Linked DNA regions of Mus musculus: region 1 is linked to region 2. Evidence: chromatin contacts called from public Hi-C data. All regions are on one chromosome and are shown on one strand. Each heading gives the region's core, a stretch centred on a gene start, on an enhancer-like site or on the middle of the called end of the contact. The rest is flanking DNA. Distances are from core to core; before and after follow the strand shown. Region 1 overlaps Glis1 (GLIS family zinc finger 1). Region 2 holds the start of Glis1 (GLIS family zinc finger 1).

Region 1 (4,170 bases), core at 1,065-3,564, 50 kb after region 2:
CTGGCATCTCTTCAGGGATTCTGAGCCTACCACAGAGTGCCAAGCCTCATCTTCTCTCCCTGACCCTGTCAATCCTGCGGTTTTTATGTCTTCAAAAAAAAAAGTACCATTAGAGAGACTCCCACACACTGCCAGGTTCAGCTGCCGGCTTGAGATGTAGCCTCCTCCTCGCCTGCCATGACAGTGTGCTGACCACGTCCCTGTCCCAGTGAAGCACAGATTTTACCTCAACGATGCTAATCTCTTATTAATCACACCTGATTATTGATCCCTAGTTGATCAGCACACACAGATTCTCAGTCTAAAATATCACACATGTTGTGCCTGCCCCAGTTCTGACAGGAGTCTTTTCTGTGTTCTCTCAACGTTCTTCCAAGCCTCCCTAAGAGTGGACCACTAGATAGGGCTGGAGAGATGGCTCAGTGGTTAAGAGCAATGCCTGCTCTTCCAGAGGTCATGAGTTCAATTCCCAGCAACCACACAGTGGCTCACAACCATCTGTAATGGGATCTGGTGCCCTCTTCTGGTGTCTGAAGACAGCAACAGTGTACTCACATACATTAAATAAATCTTTTAAAGGAAAGAAAAGAAAAGTGGCCCACAAAGCTCTGCCCACAGCACTCAGTGGCTTTCCCAGCCCAAAGTTCTAAATATTTCATAAAAAGTTTACGTCCGAGGCATAAAAGCCAGATAGTCATGTTCGCCATGATACAGTCCACTTGGCTGCACTCCTTTCTGCTGTACGTCCCTTGTGTTGCTGTGAGAAAACTCCGTGTGCAAAAGCACCGTAGGGGAGAAAAGGATTTATGTGGCTTGGACGTCTAGGCTGTAGTCCGTAGGGCAGGAGCTCACGGAGGACTTGACGTGGACCGTGATGGAGTAACACCGCAGTGCCGGCCCGCTTGCGGCCTCACGCTTAGCTGGCTTTCTTATCCTATCTGACCGTGGGATCGTGCCAGCCACAGTGAGCTGGGACCTTCTACACCAGTTAACAGTCAAGACAGGCTCCCACCGGCTTGCATGTAGGCCTGTGTGATTCGGATAATTCATCTGGGGCTCTCTTCTCAGGTAAGTCTAGGCCGTGTCAATTTGACAGTTAGAACTAAGTAGGACAGATGAGTTTCCTGGCTCCAGAAGGCTGGGAAAGGAACAACAGGGCTTGTTTTAGATTTGCTCCCAGGAGCAGGGCCACAGACCCACCCCACTGACAGAAAGAATCAGAAAGTTGGTTCCAAAGAGGCCAGATGGAGTCTTCTGACTGGGAGGGGTTTCTGGAGACCATCCCGTCCACAGTTTTCTCTCCACACTCCCTCTACAGCTGTCCTAGACCGAGGGGTTTCCTCCCCTCTTGTTCTGCTTCTGACTGACCTGTACCCATCCACTGAGGTCTCCCCTGAGCTCCGTGGCCCAGGAACCCGAAATTTCTAAGTTTCAGGAGAATTGCACCAAGGAAAGTCTGGGCTGGTGGTCCTACCCCCTCATTACATGTGACAGATTCTCCTCACAGACATGGACTAGAAAATACCCATGGGCTGAGGCCTGGCTTCCTTCCCAAAGCAGGCAAATTGAAATTGAAATTTCTGGGCCTCGGCTTCGCTGTGTGGTGGGATGGACAGCAGTGGCCCGTCTCCAGGTGGTAATTCCTAGGTTCTGAGAACTGGGAGCTGCTGTTTCTATCTGAAGACCCCTGGCCAACTGTCCACTGACAGGACCCTCTGTGCTGTGGGAATGCCTGTGTTTCTCCACCTCTGTGCATAGGCAGAACTGGGCTTCTGACCCTACACAGTCCACTCCATGTATTTCCCAAGGAGCTAGGGCCAGGAGCAGTGGAGGAGCCCCACACCATGGGGATGCTTTCTAAGTGCCAGGCACTTCAGAGATGTTTATTTCCCCCCACAGCTCTGGCACGAGGAGACCATTGTTCCCATTTCATACATGCGCTGCCTAAGGCTAGCTTGGAAGGAACATGGGGCAAGCACCAGAGGCCAGCTCCTCCCTTGAGCAAGGGGAAGACTGGGAACCTCGGGATGGACAGTTAGCACGGAGAGTTGTGGGAAGGGGGGAGCAGGGATGGCGTGAGAGCAAGCGAGAGACAAGGGTGCTCCTGGCGGGTGCCTAGGCCTGGGTCCAAACAGAGTGAGGCCCAGGCCTTGGGAGACGTCTGGTCTGGGTCCTTCTATTTATTTGCACATCACCAGATGTAAACTAATTTGTTTAGCAAGAAAAAAAACATTTTTATTGCCTTTAAACTGGGCTGTTTCCCTCTGGCTGTCCATCCTGCACTGGTAGACTGGCCAGGAAGCAGAACTTTTGGGAACAGTGTGAGGTGAGGTTGAGGCTGCGATGTCTTGTGTGGGGTGTTTGTCCGCAGCGGTTCCCTAGCAGCGCCTACTCTGCCGCAGCAGCCCGTGCATCCGCAGCCCAGGCATCTCTAGCAAGCTGCAGGCTGCGCTGTGTTCTCCTGTTCTCTTCTGGAGGCTCCTGCTTGGACTCCCAAGAGGAAGCCTGTTTGGTTCCTCCCGCTCTGCTTATTTTGACACGTGGCAGTGTCCATTGTTAACTATCCCACCATACCTCATAGACAAACCACAGTCTTAGGCGGACTGTCAACCCCTTGTGTGGAGCTCATTTCTGTCTGGGCTCCTGTTTGGTGCAGGGGAAAGTGAAAGGCGCCTTAAACACAGGAGGAAGGAGCACTCAGGTTTCAGGGTACTTACTGTGTATGCCAGCACTCAGGTTTTAGGGTGCTTACTGTGTATGCCAGCACTCAGGTTTCAGGATACTTACTGTGTATGCCAGCACTCAGGTTTCAGGGTACTTACTGTGTATGCCAGCACTCAGGTTTCAGGGTACTTACTGTGTATGCCAGCACTCAGGTTTCAGGGTACTTACTGTGTATGCCAGCACTCAGGTTTCAGGGTGCTTACTGTGTATGCCAGCACTCAGGTTTCAGGATACTTACTGTGTATGCCAGCACTCAGGTTTCAGGGTACTTACTGTGTATGCCAGCACTCAGGTTTCAGGGTGCTTACTGTGTATGCCTGCTGCTGGGTTAGGTCCTTGCTGTAGGTCGCGTCTTAATCTTTGGGACTGCAGGGTAGGGATCACCATTCTCGCTCTGCGGACAGTGCTCACAGAGCCCAAGAGTGGAGTGTGAAGGAAGGCTCGTTTGTGCAGAGCCCACTCCTCTCCCCTGCAAGTGCTCCAGAGCGAGCACCTGCACTTGGAGGGGTTCTCAGAGCTCTGGGTGGAGAAGGTGGAGGCAGGAAGATGCCTTGCCTGGGCCCTAGAGGGTGCTAGAGGGTGTGCTTTGAGCTTAGAGTGGGGGGGTTGAAGGAGAGGGAGGGTTGCTTCTGGCCCCAGGACCCAAACCTGGCCAACTGGAAGGGCAGTTCTGTGTCTAGAAAGGGGCCAGGTTCCTGCTTGATCCACCCAGTTTTCCCCTAAGGGATTGGTCTGTGACCAGGACAGTGCGTGAGCTTCTGCTCTGCTGGGTGTGGGGGCCTCTCTCAGTGAGTGAGTATCCTGGGAAGTACAGGGTGAGTAGGTCACAGTGGGACCAATGCAGGCTCTCTAGGGATGCTGTTGAGGCTGCCAGCTGGGGTGCAGTGCCGTGAGTGACATGCGTGGTGTAGGGAAGAGGGGTGAGAGAGGAAGAGAGGCGCAGAGAGATGGGGAGCTTCAAGGAAGCTGTGACCAGCGCTCAGCCTACACAGAGGAGACCCAGCTGGCACAGAGAAGCTCTTCTACTCAGGCTTGGACGGCTACTTGCCAGAGGGTAACTAGGAGTCTGGCTCCACCCAAGGGTCTTTTCCTATCCCTGTCCCTCAAGTGGAGCCACAAAGCTTGCAAGTGATGCTTGTGGTGTGGGGTGTCCCAGATTGCTTCTTCCTCTAGGCTCGATCTAAACCTCAGACCCCAAACCAGAGCAAATGGTGCTAATTTGCTGAATCCCAAACTGAACCCAGGGATTAATTTTTTGTACCTGAACCAAGTCTATGATTTCTTACTGGAAATAAAGAGAGAAGGTTCTATTTAATTTAAAGTCTAACCGCCTTTTCTCCTCTACGATTGCCCGGAGTTGCTTGGACAAGGTCCTGTTGGCTGTTGGCTCTGGGTGATTTTACAGGCTGGGGTGGGGATGGAGTGGGGAGATACAGTCCCCATTGA
Region 2 (4,035 bases), core at 370-2,869:
ACCTGTTGGCCAGAGCCAGGGTCCACACTTTAGAATTGAGGGTGGGGTGGGAGGGGGAGGTTCAAGTTCTGGGCGGGCAGTTGGTCAGTTTCCTCCTTTCTACTCATATCCACTCTGCCCTAAAGTGACAGTCCTCAATGACAAGTCTCCAGAAAGAGGCAAGGCCTCTGAGATGCCCATAACAGCTCATCGCCTGCACAGGTCGGCTGACACCTGCTCTTGGTAATAATGGGAGGAAGACACTGGCGTGGGAGTCGGAAGCCTGCGCTGCCACACCCTACCTACCTTGTTGCTTCTGGCCATGAATGTGGGGGTGGTGTTAAGTAAAATGTCAAGGTACTTCCAATTCCTTCTGCTGTTTCTAAGTCTCCAAACAAATAAGGTATAGGAAATTAAATCTTTTTTTAAAAAACTTTTTTTTTTCTTCCGAGACAGGGTTTCTCTGTATAGCCCTGGCTGTCCTGGAACTCACTTTGTAGACCAGGCTGGCCTCGAACTCAGAAATCCGCCTGCTGGGATTAAAGGCGTGTGCCAGCATGCCTGGCAAATCTTAACTTTTTGTGACTGGAAAAAAAAAATCTTTGTTTTGTTAAGATGCTGGGAAACTGCTTGGGTTGTCTTCCTGTGTGGAACCCCAGTCTGTGAACCAGGCCGGTTGCAGAAACACACTTCCACAGTTTAAGACTAAGGTCCTCTATTCTCAAACATTTTGTGCATAGTGGGAGATGTTGACAGCATGCAGAGACATTTTGGGGCTACCCTAGATCCTTCAGTAGACCCCAGAAAATCGGTCAGAGACATGAACGAACACCCCATTTTGCACGCTTCAGGGATGGGGGCTGACCCATTGCTTCTAGTCACTATGAAGCCTCATCAAGGGCTCTTCCTACAGTTGAGACCCTGCTGCCTGGAGCGCGGAGGACATGGCAAGGAATGGGTACAGGAGAACGCGGAGCTCCTCTCTCGTCTGGATGAACCCTTTCTAGAAAACAACACGAAAGTAAAGTGAGAAAGTGGGCTGAGGCCTGGGTTCAGATGACAAAGGCCAGCTTTGCTATGACTTGCAGTGAAATCTGTGCCACTTGAAGTGAGCTGGTTAGAGTCTGCAAAACCAAAACAACTTGTCAAGCACTTCTGTATTTGTTACCTCCGCTTAGCAGGTACCGCCATTCCCATTTACCCGGGAGAAAACGCGACCCGGGGAGGAGCAGAATCCCGCCGGGGAGCAGAGGAAGCCGGGTTGTGCTGGCTCTGCCTTCGGCTGGCCTCCTCCTCTGGCAGCCGCAGAGTCCGGCGGCGTCCCGGCAGCCGGCGTGCAGGGCTCCGGCCGCTGTCAAAACCTCAGCCTGGGCGCGCGCCGCCCCGCCCAGGCCCCCAGGCGAGCGGCACGCCCTCGAGCCGCCATTGGCTTGGTCCGGCAGCCCCCAAGAGTCGCGGCCCGAGCGGCTGTGGGCAGCAGCGGGCCGCCCCGCCCCCGGGGTGTCGCCCCGTAGGACGCGGCGGCCGTGGCGGTGGCGGCGGCGGCTGCGGGGGCTGCGGCGCCAGAGGAGGCGCGCCGTGCTGTGTGCCCCGCGAGCCGCTGCGCCCGCGGCGAGGTGAGAAGGGGCGCGGCCGGCGCCGGGGACCCAGTGGCGTCCGAATCCGGGAGCTCTGGGGTGGCGCGGGGCTCGCCGAGGGGCGAGGCGAATTTGGGGGCCCTGAGGCCTCGCTCTCGCGGGAATGATGCTGGAAATGATGCTGAGGCTCCGGCGTGAGACTTGCGGCTGCCGGCGGAGCGGAGTGTGAGCCGGTGAATGGGGTGTGTGGCATGGCTGGTCTCGGAGGGCGCATCGACGGGTCGCGAGTGTGCGTGCGAGCCGGCGTGCGTGGGCGACTCTGGCTGTGCGGGCTCCCGGGCGCCGGGGCTCCTGGATTTACGGCTCTCGAGTGCGCTTTGTGGGCTCGCGCAGTGGGCGTGCGCGCTCATCCTCAGCCCGGTGTCTGGCTAGTGGCGGGGCTCGCGGAAATTCTGCGTCTGCACCCGGCGGCGGTGCGTGTTCAGTGCCTGGGCTCTGCTCAGCCCGCCCCGGGGCACCTAGAGGTGCGCAGCCAGGGACCCATCTGAGTCTTTCCCTGCTCCCCTGTGACCCTGCTCTGGGAGTCAGGCTGCTGCCCTCTCCCTGTCCCTTTAGGGAATTCCGGACAGGAACTCCCATCCCATCCTAGTTTACTGCCCTCTCCCTGTCCCTTTAGGGAACTCCCATCCTATCCTTGGTCTTAGTTTTGCCATTCGTCTGAAGAGGGCTGACCCTGGGTGGAAGCGGATTAGGGTGGGAGGGCGCAGGGGATTCTCCGGAACGTGCGGGCCTAGGGCGACGGCAGCGAAAGCGGGACGACCACGGTGCGCGGGGTCAGGTGGCTCAGGGAATGGGGTCGGTGTGGTGACGCTAACTTTTTTTTTTTTTTTGAGATCAGGACTAAATAGAACGTGACTGCCCAAACTGTGATCTAGGGATGGAGTTTCCCGCTTTCTAAAGCTCGGTGCTTTCTTCCCTCCGCAGGAGCCTGGCGCGACCCCCAGCCGTGCGCCCCGCCCCGGCGCCATGCATTGCGAGGTGGCCGAGGCACTTTCGGACAAGAGGCCAAAGGAGGCCCCTGGTGCTCCTGGCCAGGGCCGCGGGCCTGTCAGCCTGGGAGCGCACATGGCCTTCAGGATTGCTGTGAGTGGTGGCGGCTGCGGGGACGGGAACCCGCTAGACCTGCTGCCTCGGCTACCGGTGCCACCACCACGTGCCCACGATCTCCTTCGGCCCCGGAGCCCTCGAGACTATGGTGTGTCCAAGACCGGCAGCGGGAAGGGTGAGTTCCACCGCACCAGTGTGCTGACCGCGGGCATGCTGAGGTCAGGTCTGTGGTACCGGTGTCTCTGCCACCGGCTCTGTAGGGATTCTAGAACTTCATGGAACTTCCTTAAGAGTTCCTTAATGTCTCAGTATCTCTGTAGTTGATTGGGACTCGCCTGTCAGTCTGAACTGATGCCTGGAAGCATCCAATTTAAACCAAATAGGCATGTTTGAGAAGGAGATGTGTATGTAGAAAGCTTACATTACATAATTTTGCTTCTATATGTTTCTGATGAAAGTCGTGTGAAATGTCAAAATTTTATTGTACATTAGTATCTAGTAATTTTTTCTAAGCAACGGAAGGCATATTTTGAACTATCACAGTCTCTCTAAGAAAGGAAGGAAGGAAGAAAGAAAGAAAAGACAAAACCAAATGGAGGATTTTAGTAGGACCTCTTCCTTAGGAACCTCAGTTTTCTCATCGGTCAAATTAGGAACTTATTATGCCAAATGATTTTTCTGACTCCTGACTTAAGTTCTTTTGAGCCTGTAATCTGGGTTGGGTCAAGTGTTGACTTAGAAGTGACTTTTCTGTGCTTGGTGAAGCCAAGGCAGGCCCAGAACCCGCTATGGGCAAATTCAGGGACAGGTGCTGGTAGACTCCTGAAGATATTCACCCAATCATAGTTAATTATTACCGACATGTTATTTATAGGTTTCATGTTAACAGATAATTAACCAGACATTAGAGATTGTTAAGGGATGTGCCGATCTGCCCGACCTGCCCTTTCGTTCCCCATTAGCCGAACCAGCAACTTTGGGGTTTGATCTCATCAGCTGCAGTACCTTTTTGGAATGAAAGCCAGTGTTTTGTAGTTGTAGACACCGCCAGCTCAGCACCTTAATCCAGCTTGCTTGCAGTTGCCAGCCTGGTTGGAAGACATAACTGTAGAGAGGTTTCTCTTCGGCTTTGTAGGAGAGAGGCGCTTCTTGTCTGCAGTCTCTTCTTGAATGTATTGAGTATTTTTGCTGGGATGCATATTTGAGGGAGAGAGAGAGCGAGCGAGCGAGCAGGAGGTTAGTAATGTTGGCTGCAGAGAGCTCCTCCGCTCCTGCGTTCCTTAAACAGTCCTTTCTCACAGTCATACCCATCTGCAGATCAAGGCTGCACCATCCTAGTGATGGTTGTCCCTCACATAAGTCTGTCTCCTTA

Evidence for each region. A called contact is a pair of places that touch in the nucleus more often than the background predicts.
Region 1: a Hi-C map of uterus shows a contact between it and region 2, with 2.4 times the contacts expected there. The contact joins the enhancer-like site here to the promoter of Glis1 in region 2. A contact is called at or near these places in 3 of 39 promoter capture datasets (the 3T3-L1 cell line and macrophages), 1 of 15 datasets of contacts at CTCF or cohesin (the NIH/3T3 cell line), 5 of 484 Hi-C or Micro-C datasets (embryonic stem cells, nephron progenitors, palatal mesenchyme and 1 more), 1 of 115 datasets of contacts at active chromatin or transcription factors (embryonic stem cells) and 4 of 9 other capture datasets (adipose tissue, liver, macrophages and 1 more).

What each region holds. Positions count from the first base shown.
Region 1 is chr4:107,482,812-107,486,981 of GRCm38.p6, forward strand. The region is part of intron 2 of Glis1 (GLIS family zinc finger 1); the gene reads left to right. Among named protein-coding and RNA genes, the nearest start is that of Gm46866, 50 kb to the left of the region's middle. Within about 2 kb of position 2,315, at least 13 of the 459 cell types and tissues checked have an H3K27ac peak or open chromatin away from gene starts, as enhancers often do. A contact at or near this core is called in uterus, where this site is marked.
Region 2 is chr4:107,433,100-107,437,134 of GRCm38.p6, forward strand. It overlaps Glis1 (GLIS family zinc finger 1), which reads left to right and starts at 1,620. Exons shown (of 11, transcript NM_147221.2): 1 at 1,620-1,798; 2 at 2,541-2,838. The coding sequence starts at 2,583. Gm46866 (Holliday junction resolvase MOC1, chloroplastic-like) reads right to left here and starts at 2,156. Exons shown (of 2, transcript XM_030253946.1): 1 at 1,181-2,156; 2 at 678-982. The coding sequence starts at 1,966. The coding sequence ends at 1,334.